Linked DNA regions of Hordeum vulgare: region 1 is linked to region 2. The links are chromatin contacts, called in public Hi-C maps. All regions are on one chromosome and are shown on one strand. Each heading gives the region's core, a stretch centred on a gene start, on an enhancer-like site or on the middle of the called end of the contact. The rest is flanking DNA. Distances are from core to core; before and after follow the strand shown. Region 1 holds the start of LOC123407286. Region 2 holds the start of LOC123407618 (amino acid transporter AVT6A-like).

Region 1 (6,560 bases), core at 2,317-4,816, 130 kb before region 2:
GACGTGAAAGATACCGCGTTGAGATGGACACCACCCCCCGCGGAAAACAGATGGTGATTCCCGAGCGGAGACTCTCTCTGGGAGCTGGGATTTCACCATTAGAAACCATGAGGGCAGGCCGATGGCAACACGGGCAGGAAACCTGGAGTATGTATCTGATGCTCTCCATGCTGAAGCCTGGCGATGTTGCACGCTGTCAACACAGTAAACCAACTAGGATGTGACCGGGTGATGTTTGAAACTGATTCAGTTTCACTGAAGCAGGCCGTCACTTCAGAAGCCTATGATTTATCTGCACTAGGTGCTGTGTTTAGGGGAATAAAGTTTCAGTTGAGAGCTAGCATGTCTGATTTATGTACTCCGTATTAGACACTGCCCGAGGTCTTGTAACCAAGCCGCGCATGGCATTGTCTTAAGTATGGGGTCTTGTGAAATCTGGCTTGGGCCAGTTCCCTAACTCTGTATTAGATGCTGTAGCTGGCGACTTGCCCAGCAATGCCATGGAATGGAACGCAATTTCAAAAATATCATGAGCACAATATAAAGAGCATCGGATTTTGGCTCAAGAAGAGATTGGGAACAAGAGCAAGTGCAGTAATACTTAGAAACATTTTGATAAGCAGTTAAATCACATTTTGATAAGCAGTTAAATCATGGAAAGCATGGAGTGGCATTCATCAAAAAATCTTGCAAAACGAATTGAAAAATCTGATGTCTCGCTGTGATTGGTCAGGTAACCTTTCCTTTCTGTCTTACACTGACGGAACACGCCATGAACACCGCACACTAGCCCTGAAGAAAACAGCATGGCAAATAAATGAACATAGAAGTACTTGCTGGTCTCAATGAATAACTAGCGAGTGAGAAGATATTTTTCCAAGCAACTGCCAGACCGTTCTGTTTTCATATATTCAAAAGCAACTAGGTACGCTTCATCCCAAATTCTGATAAAAGACGCACGAGGCGTTTATAGTGAACTAAAACGTCTTATATTACTTTACAGAGGGAGTACTGAACATGAATGAGTAAATAAGAATCAGTAACCAACTCTTCCGTTTTTGGAAGGGCCATGCTGACTTTCAGCACAATGATCTTCCAACCACTCCAAATGTAACAGAACTTTAATGACTCATTTGGCACTACTAAACACCAATAACTGGTATTGTGTGCAAATTAAAGGACCACAGTACACTTACAGTGCAGCAGAGAAGCTCACATGAGTAGCCTCACCATACGGAAACTACATACTCCCTCCGTCACAAAATTCTTGTCTTAGGTTTATCTAGAAATGAATGTATCTAAATATTAAAACGTGACTAGATACATTCATATCTAGACAAATCTAAGACAAGAATTTTGGGATGGAGGGAGTATAAGATATAGTACAGAAAAGTAACTCCCAGGTTTAATTAAAGCAAACTAGATTGAAAATTTTCAGTCTTGTTACAGAGAATAACATACTAATATATACTCCCTCCGTTCCTAAATATAAGACCTTTTAGAGATTACACTATGGACTATATACGGATGTATATAGACATATTTTAGAGTACAGATTCACTCATTTTGCTCCGTATGTAGTCTATAGTGTAATCTCTAGAAGGTCTTATATTTAGGAACGGAGGGAGTACATAATGTATTTCCGAAACTATGATGGCAGTAAATCATGCAGTAAGCAAAGCAGTGGGCCAGTACAAAAATAATTCTGCCACAACCAATACAAATTAAAAAAGATATTGGTGACTAAGAAAATCCACACTTCAAAACCAAAGAAGTATGACTAGTGTCCTCCAAGCCTCCTAACTGATCAGTCATAGAGTGAGGTTTCCCACTTAACTTCCAGCAAGTGGTACTGTGTGCTAATTAAAACATACAGTTCTTATAGTGCAGCAGAGAACCTGGCGTAAGTAGAATCACCACATAGAAATTACATCTAGACATCTACTCCCTCCGTTTCTAAATATAAGTCTTTTAAGCGATTTTACTAGGGGTCTACATACGAAGCAAAATGATTGAATGTACACTCTAGAGTATGTCTATATACATCCGTATGTACTTTATTAGTGAAACCTCTAAAAAGACTTATATTTAGGAACGGAGGGAGTAGTACAGAAGAGTACACCGAGATTTTATTAAAGCATACCAGATTGATATTTGGTAGTACAGAAGAGTAACATCTATAATGATGTTCTGATATTATGATACTCATGCGGTAAGAAAAAGCAGTAGTCCAGTAGAAGAAAATGCTAATTGATTTGTCACAAACAATACGAATAAAACAAGCATCGAGTCAGCGACTTGGTTTTCTGTGTTATTGAATCAGCACGACATATATACAGAAGCTCTAACAATTGTTCTTACCAATCAGAAGTTCAGAACAGCTACATCAATCGACACTTAAAAACCAAAGAAGTATGACCCTGCAACCTCCAAGCATCCTAACTGAGCGCGTCAAGAGAGTGAGGTTTCTCACTTAACTTGGATGGAATTGCAACCAAGAAATGCCACCAAGAAACCCCTGCTCACATCTGCATAGGTGTACCCAACTGTGCTGTGGAACCACCAGCAGAACGCCGCCTCGCCCGCCGCTGCTCATAGTCGGGGTCATCAGTGGGCAGCTCATAACGGCATACCGGGCATGAGTTGCGTATGGCGAGCCACGGCCCAATGCACGCCCCATGGTAGACGTGCGCACACGGCAACCGTGTGGCGAGCTCCCCCTGCACGATCCCATCCTTGCACACGGCGCATCCCTGTGCAGCCTCCTTCCCACTGATGGCCACCACCTGGAGCCGCTCCACCACTGCCCGCGCCGCAGGTGGTGCCCCCCCCACAGTCACGTCCGCCATATGCCCCGGCAGCACCTCGAACTCATCGTCGTCCAGCGGCACCGGCAGCACCTCCCAGCCAACGCTCCGGAATATGTCGTCGAGGTCCCGGCCCTCGTCGCCAAAATCGAAGGGCGGCTCGTCGGAGAACATGGACTCGTCCTCCCCGCTGTCGATGCCCTCCATGACGCCCAGGATCTCCCGCTCGCTGAGGAAGCCGAACACGTCGGCATCGGCGTCGCCTCCTCCTCCTGCCGTCCCGCCCCCACCGCCGCCCCCAGGGACGGAGGCGTCTCCGGCCTCGGCGTCGGCGTCGTCGGCGATCTCCTCCCACTCGAGGCCGTTGGTGAGGTCCTCCTCGAGGTCGTTGGCGAGGTCCTCCTCGAGGCAGTCCCAGAAGGGCGGGGAGCGGGCCGGGGAGAGGCTGCGCATCCGAAGGAAGGACGGGGAGAGGCGGCCAAGGCCGAGGCTGAGGTCGAGGTCGTGGTCGGAGTCGAAGGAGAAGGGGGAGCCCGGGTCGGGGGTTAGGGTTTGAGATTCGATGTCGAAGTCGGGGGAGATGTCGGAGTGGGTGAAGTGGTGCTCCTCCTCGAAGGTGTCGGAGAAGGAGAGGTAGCCGGGCTCCCCCAGGGACCCCGGCCCGTCCTCGTCGATGCCGAGGAAGAACTCGTCGGCGAGCCCCGCCATGGCGGCAGAGGAGGGGAACGGGAGGGAGGGGAATTGAGGTGTGGTGGGGTGGGGCGGGGTGGGGTGGTCCGGCTCGGTCGTGGTCGTGTGGAGGCGTGGCGTCTCCGTCTCTGGTTGGTGGGCAAACTGGCTGGGCCACTCACCCACTCCGTCCGTCCGTCCTCACGCCGTCACGGCGTCACCTTCGTCGGAATACGTTTCTATGTTCATAATACGTAATCACATCATTTTAGCAGATCCGACAAACCCTCGTCCCGCAAAAATCTTTTACGGACTATTTTAAAACTTTTTGACGCGTTTACGGGATCTGTTCCGTATTGAAGGACTCCGATACAACAAAAAATAAATCATAAGACAAATATTGACAAGTGTTTACATATGAATACATAAAATTTATTATATATATATAACACCAGTTCATTACATCCAAAATCATGCACAACATACGAGGCAGTAAGTTTAGCCTTACAAATGCGTGATAAAAAAATGACCACGGGTTATAGAGAAAACAAACAACATTCTCACTGTTGCGAAGATCGTCGCCACCGCCACCGCCCTAGCACTTCCATCGCCATCATCTACGTTGACCGAAGAGTGAGTACCGTGATTTTCATGAACTTGGAACGGAAATAAGCACCACTGATACGGGGCAAATCCATGGGTATCGATCTTTTCACGCTTGAAGGGGAAAAGGGGGGAAAATCAAGAGAAACACACAAACTCAAGAACGATCTCCAATCACACATCCACGAGATCCACTCAAACACAAGAGGTACATAGATTCAAGTCAGCAAAAGAAAACACGTAACTGATAATCCTCCCTACGAGAGGGGTCTTGTATCCACGAGGGGATCTTCCCTACAAGAGGGGCCTTGGCATCTCTATGGATCTTCTCACATGGAGGGCATCTCCATGGGAGGAGGATAGTAGATGGAGCTAAGCTCAACAATAGGTTGTCAAAACATTAGCTAACCCTAGAACGAAACTAGCAGAAGAGTATTTATAGTCTACGTTGAAATAGAGGTCGAAGGGGTACATGGGTACTCGGAACCGAGTGGCTGCGCGCAGGTAGGCCGGAAGTTTCGGGTCAGACCGGAAGTTCCGGGGGCCGGACATTCCGGGCAGGTTCCGTAAGGTGATGACGAGATGATGTATATACTTCTCGCCCCTCGTTGGATACCCCAAGTGGAAGGTGCAGATGTAGTGAGCAGCAAATTTCCCTCACATAGAGATTGTAAGATTTATCGAACCAGGAGGACTCCTAGGCTCAACAAGTAGGTGTCTTCCACCCTGGCGCTAGCAGAAGACGTGGACATGCACACTCAACAAATAACTTTGCTCCCAACGAGTACAGAGAGGTTGTCAATCTCTCCGGTCTTGTAGTTTGCAAAGGATCAAAACACAAGCGGGATAGTACTCCCTCCTTTCCGGTTTATAGGGCTCAAATTTGAAATCTCATCAACCAAGGTGAATAGTGAGTGAATGACACTAGTTTTAACTACCCAATTAAATATTTCTCACATATTCAATTTCCAAGGGAATAAATGTAGCATCCTCCTTCTCATTGGACTTGGATACTGGATGTAGAAAACGATGTATGCATAGACACTTATCTCCTTTCTCTAAACTCTATGTATTAAATATGGTGTGGGACTCAAAGCAATTTAGCTCAATTAGACTCAAAATGAGCCTAATATAATGGAAATCTGAAAATTTTGAGATGAGCCCTATAAACCGGAAAGGAGGGAGTAATAGTGATTGCAACGGGAAAGTAAATGAAAGCGGTAAATGATGGAGGTGTAAACAATGATGGTGATATGGACCGGACTCACATGACGTTCACTAGCGATGTCTCTCTCCCAAAAGACGATAAACAACTATGCTAGGGTAAACAAATCACAGTTGGGCAATTGACAGAATTATGATCGCACCGCAATGCTAATTATGCTCCTTGATAGTTAGAGGTTCAATAGTAATGGGCAGTACGCCAAGACAAGTAGACCGTTTATTCATCAGCATCTACTTACTATTCATCCACCTTGAGATATCTATCCATAACATCTCTCCAGTATTAAGTTGCGAGCCCCACCCAAAGTGTAAACTCAAAGCAACGGACAACTGCATTAACGAACTATGTGTAAGGTAAACAATCCTTGCAATCATGGTCATAAGCACCATTGTTTTCTCCCTGGTGGCAACAAACACATCCCCTAGTCTCATGTTTCTGTCACTCAATCTAGACATCGAGGGGCCCGAACCCACAATCATGCATAACGCTCCCTCTTAGAGTTACGATCTACTACTTGGCCAAAGCAATAAAAAGCAACGGAGAACATGCATGAATCACTAAGGAACATAATATAAAAGGATAATCAAATATATGACTCATAACGATCTGAACATAATCTCATAATCCATCGGATCCCAACAAACCGATCATAGTAATAGCAAGAGAATAACATATATGCCTTGATCATGTAGGGCAGCTCACAAGGACTAACCATTAAAGCACAAGATTGGAGAGAAGACATCACATAGCTACTGGTCACGGACTCATGGTCCAAGGGAAACTACTCTCGGCACATCCGGGAGGCGTCCATGGTGGTGGAGAAGCTCTCGGAGGTCAATCCTCCCTCCGGTAGGGTGCCGGGAAGAGGTCTCGTGACGCTCCCGATCTTGGAAGCGCTGCGGTGACGGAGCGATGGAGAAATTCGCAATTCCTGAAAGTCTGCAAGGGTTTCCTCTCGGGACTCTAAATATAGGACAAAGGAGGGCACCGAAGGAGGTGGGACCCACCCAAGCGACCTCCTGGCGTGGCCTAGGGCCTGGTCGCGCCAGTAGGCCGCCTGGGAGGCCCATGGCCCTCCTTCGATGATCCAGAAGCTTCTATTTCGCTGATTTTTTTTATATTTTTTCTGAATTTTTTCGGGCTTCGAAAAATTGGGTAAAAGCCCCTGCAAAATTGACATCAGCAGACAGAAACTGGCACTGGGTGCACTGAGTTAGTAGGTTAGTCCAAATATGTGTAAAATGATATAAAAGTGT
Region 2 (5,976 bases), core at 2,203-4,702:
CATGGACGTACAGTAGCGCCACCTATCAGAACCATGCCAAAAATCTCCGTGTCAACCTTATGCATTTGATCTCCCTTCCTTACTCCTCTATTTACACTTGCATGTTTACTTTCTGCTGCAATACTATTAGAACCGCATGTGTAGGGTGTATTTGACTTGTCATAACTGTCGTAGTTGCCTCTCAAGTAAAATTGGGAAAAAGGCAAAAAACATATCTTGTCAAGTAGTCTAATCACCCCCCCCCTCTAGACATACTTTCAATCCTACAAGAACCAGCACTACCTCCAAACCCACATTCCCTATCCATGCCGAAGCCACTCCACCCCAATGTTGAACTCCCCCCTCCACCACCACCATTGCCGAACCCTCCACCCCTTCCACCACCACCCATGCCGAAGCCGCCACCACCAACATTGCCGAAAGCGAACCAGCCTCCAAACCCAAGACCACCACCAGCCATAATAGTCTGAAGCTTCATTCTTTTTAATTCCTAGAATTCTCTTGTCATTGCATCCATGCCCTGTGGATTCATCATCATCAACCGATCCTCCTCGGTGCTCCTCTCATCCTTCCTCTTTTGTATATTTAGGGCGATCTTGCGCTCCTCGAAGGCACACCTTTTCTCCCAGTTCTCCTCCTTGTGCTTCTCTTTCTTCTCAACCATGCCCACATTAGCATCGCAATTCTTGGATAACATGGTCTCTTTCATCTTTGCCGCGTCACCAATTTGATCTCTCAAAGTGGTTGCATCGGCCATCCTCCTCACTCTTGCTTTCTCCTTCTTGTTTCCATTCAAATTTGCCCTTGTTTCTCCCTCCTCATGGTGCATCATCACTATCATCATCCTCATCTTCCAATTTGACGAAGGCATCCCTCTTTGGGGGAGATTTTGTCCCTCACATTCCACTTCTCATTATATCGGAGCAAGCGCTAGCAACGATGAAGAGTGAATGATTGGGCGTTGAAACCCGCGTTTTGCTTGAAATATTCATTTGCGACGCAATCCTACGCAAATACATCGAGGAAAGTATGATCTAAAAAACTTCATATCAACTCGGCCAAAGCCAATAAGATGAAGAAATACCCACATAATCATCAATAGTGACACCACTTGGAGGTGCATTCTGCACTTGCTCCAAGCACCCACTCCAAAAACCACAAGTTTTGTTGATGATATCCCAATGGCCTTGAAATGACTTTGAAGTCCGGCCAAAAGGGAACAACAAGATATGGTGATATTTGTCCCGATTATGTGCCAATAATTGTCATAGTATTGATCCTTGCCGACCACGGCGTCAAGTGAGACACTCTCCCATGCTTGAATCAAGCACACATCCTCCATCACCGTGTAGTTGTCGGTCCATCTCTCATCGAAGGTGAACACGACATCATGCGATAGGCGATGTTGGAACCAACATCTGCTTTTATGCAACCGACAACAGGCCAAAACGCTTGAACCGAGGTGCCCCCGTGCTACAACCATGGCGACCCGGGGAGCTGTAGCCACGGCGCCAAGATAACTGCAAATTGTGGTGCCCATGCTACAACCATGGATGCAAAAAGCTACATCCATTAGATAAAAACGCTTCAACCAGACTTTGAAACACATGAAAGTTGCAGCCGTTTAACAAAAATCTTCATCCCGCAGATGAAAAAGCTTCAACCAGAGATTGAGAAATCTTCAGTCGACCACTCCACTACAAAATGTATTGTTTCAGAACCAAAATGTTGGAATCAGATGCGTCATTTTTGCTGGAACCGGCGACATCCTTTGGTACAAACGACAACTTAATTCGTTGCAACCCTGCACGACAAGCTACAAACGACGATGACGAGACGTCTTTGCTGCAATCCCATTAATTTGTTGCTACTATCAGTGACTTTTTTTTCTACATCCATTTTTTGCACGGAAACTACCATACATGCTTCAACGGGATAAGATGTTGGTGGTGTCTTTCTGCGAACCACGACGACGGGGATGAGCACGACAACTATCTAGTTTGGAGTGGCGGGGAGGCGCAGGGCTCCAATCGGAGGCGATAGGAGGCACGACACTGCGTGAGGAAGAAGAATGTAGGGTGAATCATTTTGTTGCTGTTGATGGATCCAATGGCCCACGCGGTTCGCATCCAACGGTTGTGCATTGACCGGACAAAATGTCGGCCGGCCGACTAGGGCAAAATTTTGTGGTTTGATCCTCTTATGAAAGTTGATCGAGATCTAACCCTCGTTTGTATTTTTTTGGGGTCTGACCCTTTTCCTATCACCAGGGTCCATGAAGGTAGGGTATAACAGCCTACCGCCAAGGTCCCTGGCGGTAGGAAACTTATCCATGTCAGCACGACGCATCCCTACTGCCAAATAGGCTGACGGTAGCATGTACAACCCTACCGTCGAGGTGCCCGACTATAGTTGCGAACACGTATTGTATCCGATATTTTTTTACGGTAGGGCGTGCACCCCTACGGCCAGGGTCCTGCAGTAGGCTATTATACTCTTTCTTCATGGACCCTGGCGATAGAAAAATGACCAGATCCCAAAAAAATTTAAAGATAGATTAGATCTGGATCAACTTTGGTATAAGGGTCCAAACATCAAATTTGGGTCTCTTTAGGACTACTTCGCTTCAGCTGCGCTCTAAAAAATATAAGCCAAACAGGATAGCTTCACGACATGCCATTCCATAAAAAATTAGAATCATCTGCACAACTTCATGTTTTTTAGGAGGTACTTTAACAAAAATGTAGACGCTGGACTTGGAAGGAAATTATCCACCATTTTTCATGAGTAAGTGGATACCCCTTCGTTTCTCTACTCTCGTCCAATCGAATAGAGAATTTTATTGAATTTCCTATTCTTGAAGCTGGAGTTAAATGAAAGTCAAATCTTTTTTTTAAAGGATTACAAATTTTATATGAAACTGTTTTAAAATGAATTTAATGAAACGAAACTAATTTTGATGGAGTAGAGCTTCTCACGCCGTAGCCGCCGACTGGCGCAGTGTCCTTTTTCAATTTTCACAGAGAACGCGTGGTGTAGTAAACAAAGACGCTGTTGGTTCGGATGGCACTGTCACGCTCGTTGCCACGGGAAATGCGAGGCTCCGACCACCCCGCCGGCCGCCCTCCCGCCTCCCCCGCTGGCGCAACGCCTCCGCCGTCTTCCAACCTAGCGACCAGCACGGACGAAACTCCACCCCCCCCCCCCCCCCCAAATCCAATCGGCCGACACCACCTCGCCGGCCCCCGGCCCGCGCGCGCCCACCTGCAAGATTCCGAGGAGCACGAGACAGGGACGGGATCCCGAATCGGATTTTATTATTTCCGCCGACGTCGACGGGATCCATCCACTCGTGGGCGGGCGGGCGGGCTAGCGAGCGAGGGGACCTGTAGCGCGTGACAGCGAGAGGTTTGGATGGATGCAATGATTGATTAAGCCTTAACTGGAGGCAGCTCCGCGTCTCCTCGCTACAAAACGAGGCCGGCTGGAGCCTGGTGGCGGAAGAGAGAGACCGGAGAGAGAGAGAGAGAGAGAGAGAGAGGCGGCCTTCCCTCCACAGCCCACAAAGTTCTTCTCTGCTTTTGTCTGGCTCTGGTCGCGTCTGCTCCTTTGGCTTTCAGATCCCGGTGAGACTTCTGCTGGAAAGGTAACGCCCTTTTCTCCTCTTTTTTTCCCCTTGCCGTGAGTTCTTGGTCAGGATTCTTGCCTGGTATGGAGAAAACCGCATCTGTTCGTGCTGTGGATTTGTGATGGTAATGGGTTGTGTGGGGGTCAGTTGCGGTGTTAAATGGGATGTTACTTTTAGGACAGTTACTGGATGTATGTGCTAGGTGGGCAACTGGGCATGGACTGCATTTCTTTGGCTATGTAGGAACATTTAATCGAATGCCGTGTTTGTCGGTCGGGCCGGATTGTGTTGGATAAAAAAAGAAGCTTCAGCTGACTTGGCTGTGCTTGGGTCATATAGTTTGGATATCATTTCTCCATGTGATTTTGCCTCATCTGCAGGACATCAGTTGATTGAACTTTATATTGTTACTTATTAGCGAATCTTGGTCCTTAAATTCATCATCTAGCCCTTTGGTTCCGTAATTGTTTGTTGCTGTAGGATGCTTTGGTCTGTATACTCTGAACTACTGTGACTTTTGTCTTCTGAATGCTAGCTACCAGAGTTGTCTTGTTTCGGAATTTGCATTAAACAAGGCATCCTTCATTTATTTGAAGATTAAACTAAATACATAAGAGATGGAGATCAAGTTAAGTGTATCAAATTTCATAACAAACTGGAAAAAAATATCGAGAGAAAACACAAAGCGACTGATTTTAGCCAAATCAAATAGTCTATTGTGCTATATCATTGACTGAAATCCTTCCCTTCCAGGAGAGTGAAAAAGAAAATGGGTGTCGGGAACGGATCAGCAGACGTGAGCCAGCAGATGTCGCGCAATGAAATACGAGATGAGACTACGCCGCTTCTTCCGGTCAAGGTGGAGGAGGAGGGATTCCATGAGTTTAATGGAGCTTCATTCTCCGGGGCAGTTTTCAATCTCTCGACAACCATCGTTGGTGCTGGAATCATGGCCTTGCCTGCCAGCATCAAGATGCTGGGCCTCATTCCTGGCCTTCTGATGATCGTCTTTGTGGCATTGCTCACAGAGGCGTCCATTGACATGCTTATCAGGTGCAGCCACCAAGGAAAGATCACGTCATATGGGTGGCTGATGGGTGAGGCATACGGACAATGGGGAAGGATTGCGTTGCAGGCTTCTGTGGTTATAAACAACATCGGTGTGATGATTGTTTACATGATTATCATTGGTATTTCATCTAAGCTCAATACTTCTCCTTCCTGTTCTATGTGTTACTTTCGAACATTTTGTCATGCAACTTAAATTCACCAAGCGGGACTTGGTATGGATAATCCAGTGCTCCACCGGAGTATCTTTTATTCCACTAATAGAACCATTCAGGGCCTATGTTTGGAGACGAGTCATGGATAATTCCAAGTTGTTCTTGATTTTTTACTTGGAGCATATAAGTTCACTGCTTAGCTATGGGATTGGGGTTTCTTTAGTACATTGCTTTCAAGACAATTCGTCCATGAGCTCCTCATAAGTACTTTAACAACTTGTATACTATCAAAGTGGCAAATGGCCCTAGCTCCTTCTCCAAAGAAATAATTGGTCATTCTGAGGAATTTAGTAAAAACCATAAGATACCGGTTCAAACTTGAGCTAGTTAGAAGTCAGCTTCTTATCTTCAAGTCACATCTTTTACCTTAATAATTAAAATGACAGTTCTATTTGCACAAACTGTGATTAACGCTGACTATTAAACTTTTGATAGGCGATGTATTATCTGGAACGTCATCAGGCGGTGTTCATCATCGTGGCATATTGGAGGGCTGGTTTGGAGCACATTTGTGGAATTCTCGTGCCATTGTTCTTCTTGTGACAACTCTTTTTGTGTTTGCTCCGTTAGTGAGCTTTAAACGACTGGGTATGTGTTCATCTGTGCAAACCATGAAATAACTATTTTTCACCATGTCTGCTAATATTAGCTGCACGATATTAATCTTAAATCTTGTCATTTCTTATAGATTCATTGAGCTACACATCTGCACTATCAGTTGCTCTCGCTGTGATTTTTGTTGTTATTACTGCTGGGATTGCCATAATCAAAGTCTTCAATGGAACTGTAGCAATGCCCAAGCTTTTTCCAGAAATAGACAGTCTTAGTTCTGTCTGGAAGCTTTTTACAGCTGTACCTGTCCTTGTCACTGCCTACATCTGCCACTATAACGGTATGCAGTTTTATTCCCCAGCTAATCTTGCCATTATTCAATTATGTCGATTCTAAATGCATGTTTTCATGATTCCACAGTTCACAGCATTGACAATGAGCTTGAGGATAAAACACAAACTAAACCAATTGTGCGAACATCGCTGGCACTTTGCTCCAGTGTTTACATTGCCA

The links. Hi-C and Micro-C count contacts between places; a contact is called where the count stands out from the background.
Region 1: a Hi-C map of leaf shows a contact between it and region 2, with 4 times the contacts expected there. The contact joins the promoter of LOC123407286 here to the promoter of LOC123407618 in region 2. A contact is called at or near these places in 3 of 6 Hi-C or Micro-C datasets (leaf and seedling) and 1 of 1 datasets of contacts at active chromatin or transcription factors (embryo).

Annotation. Positions count from the first base shown.
Region 1 is chr7H:544,279,581-544,286,140 of MorexV3_pseudomolecules_assembly, reverse strand. LOC123407286 reads right to left here and starts at 3,566. Exons shown (of 1, transcript XM_045100392.1): 1 at 2,235-3,566. The coding sequence starts at 3,515. The coding sequence ends at 2,523.
Region 2 is chr7H:544,148,518-544,154,493 of MorexV3_pseudomolecules_assembly, reverse strand. It overlaps LOC123407618 (amino acid transporter AVT6A-like), which reads left to right and starts at 3,452. Exons shown (of 6, transcript XM_045100785.1): 1 at 3,452-3,647; 2 at 4,383-4,818; 3 at 5,347-5,499; 4 at 5,600-5,803; 5 at 5,884-5,976. The coding sequence starts at 4,398.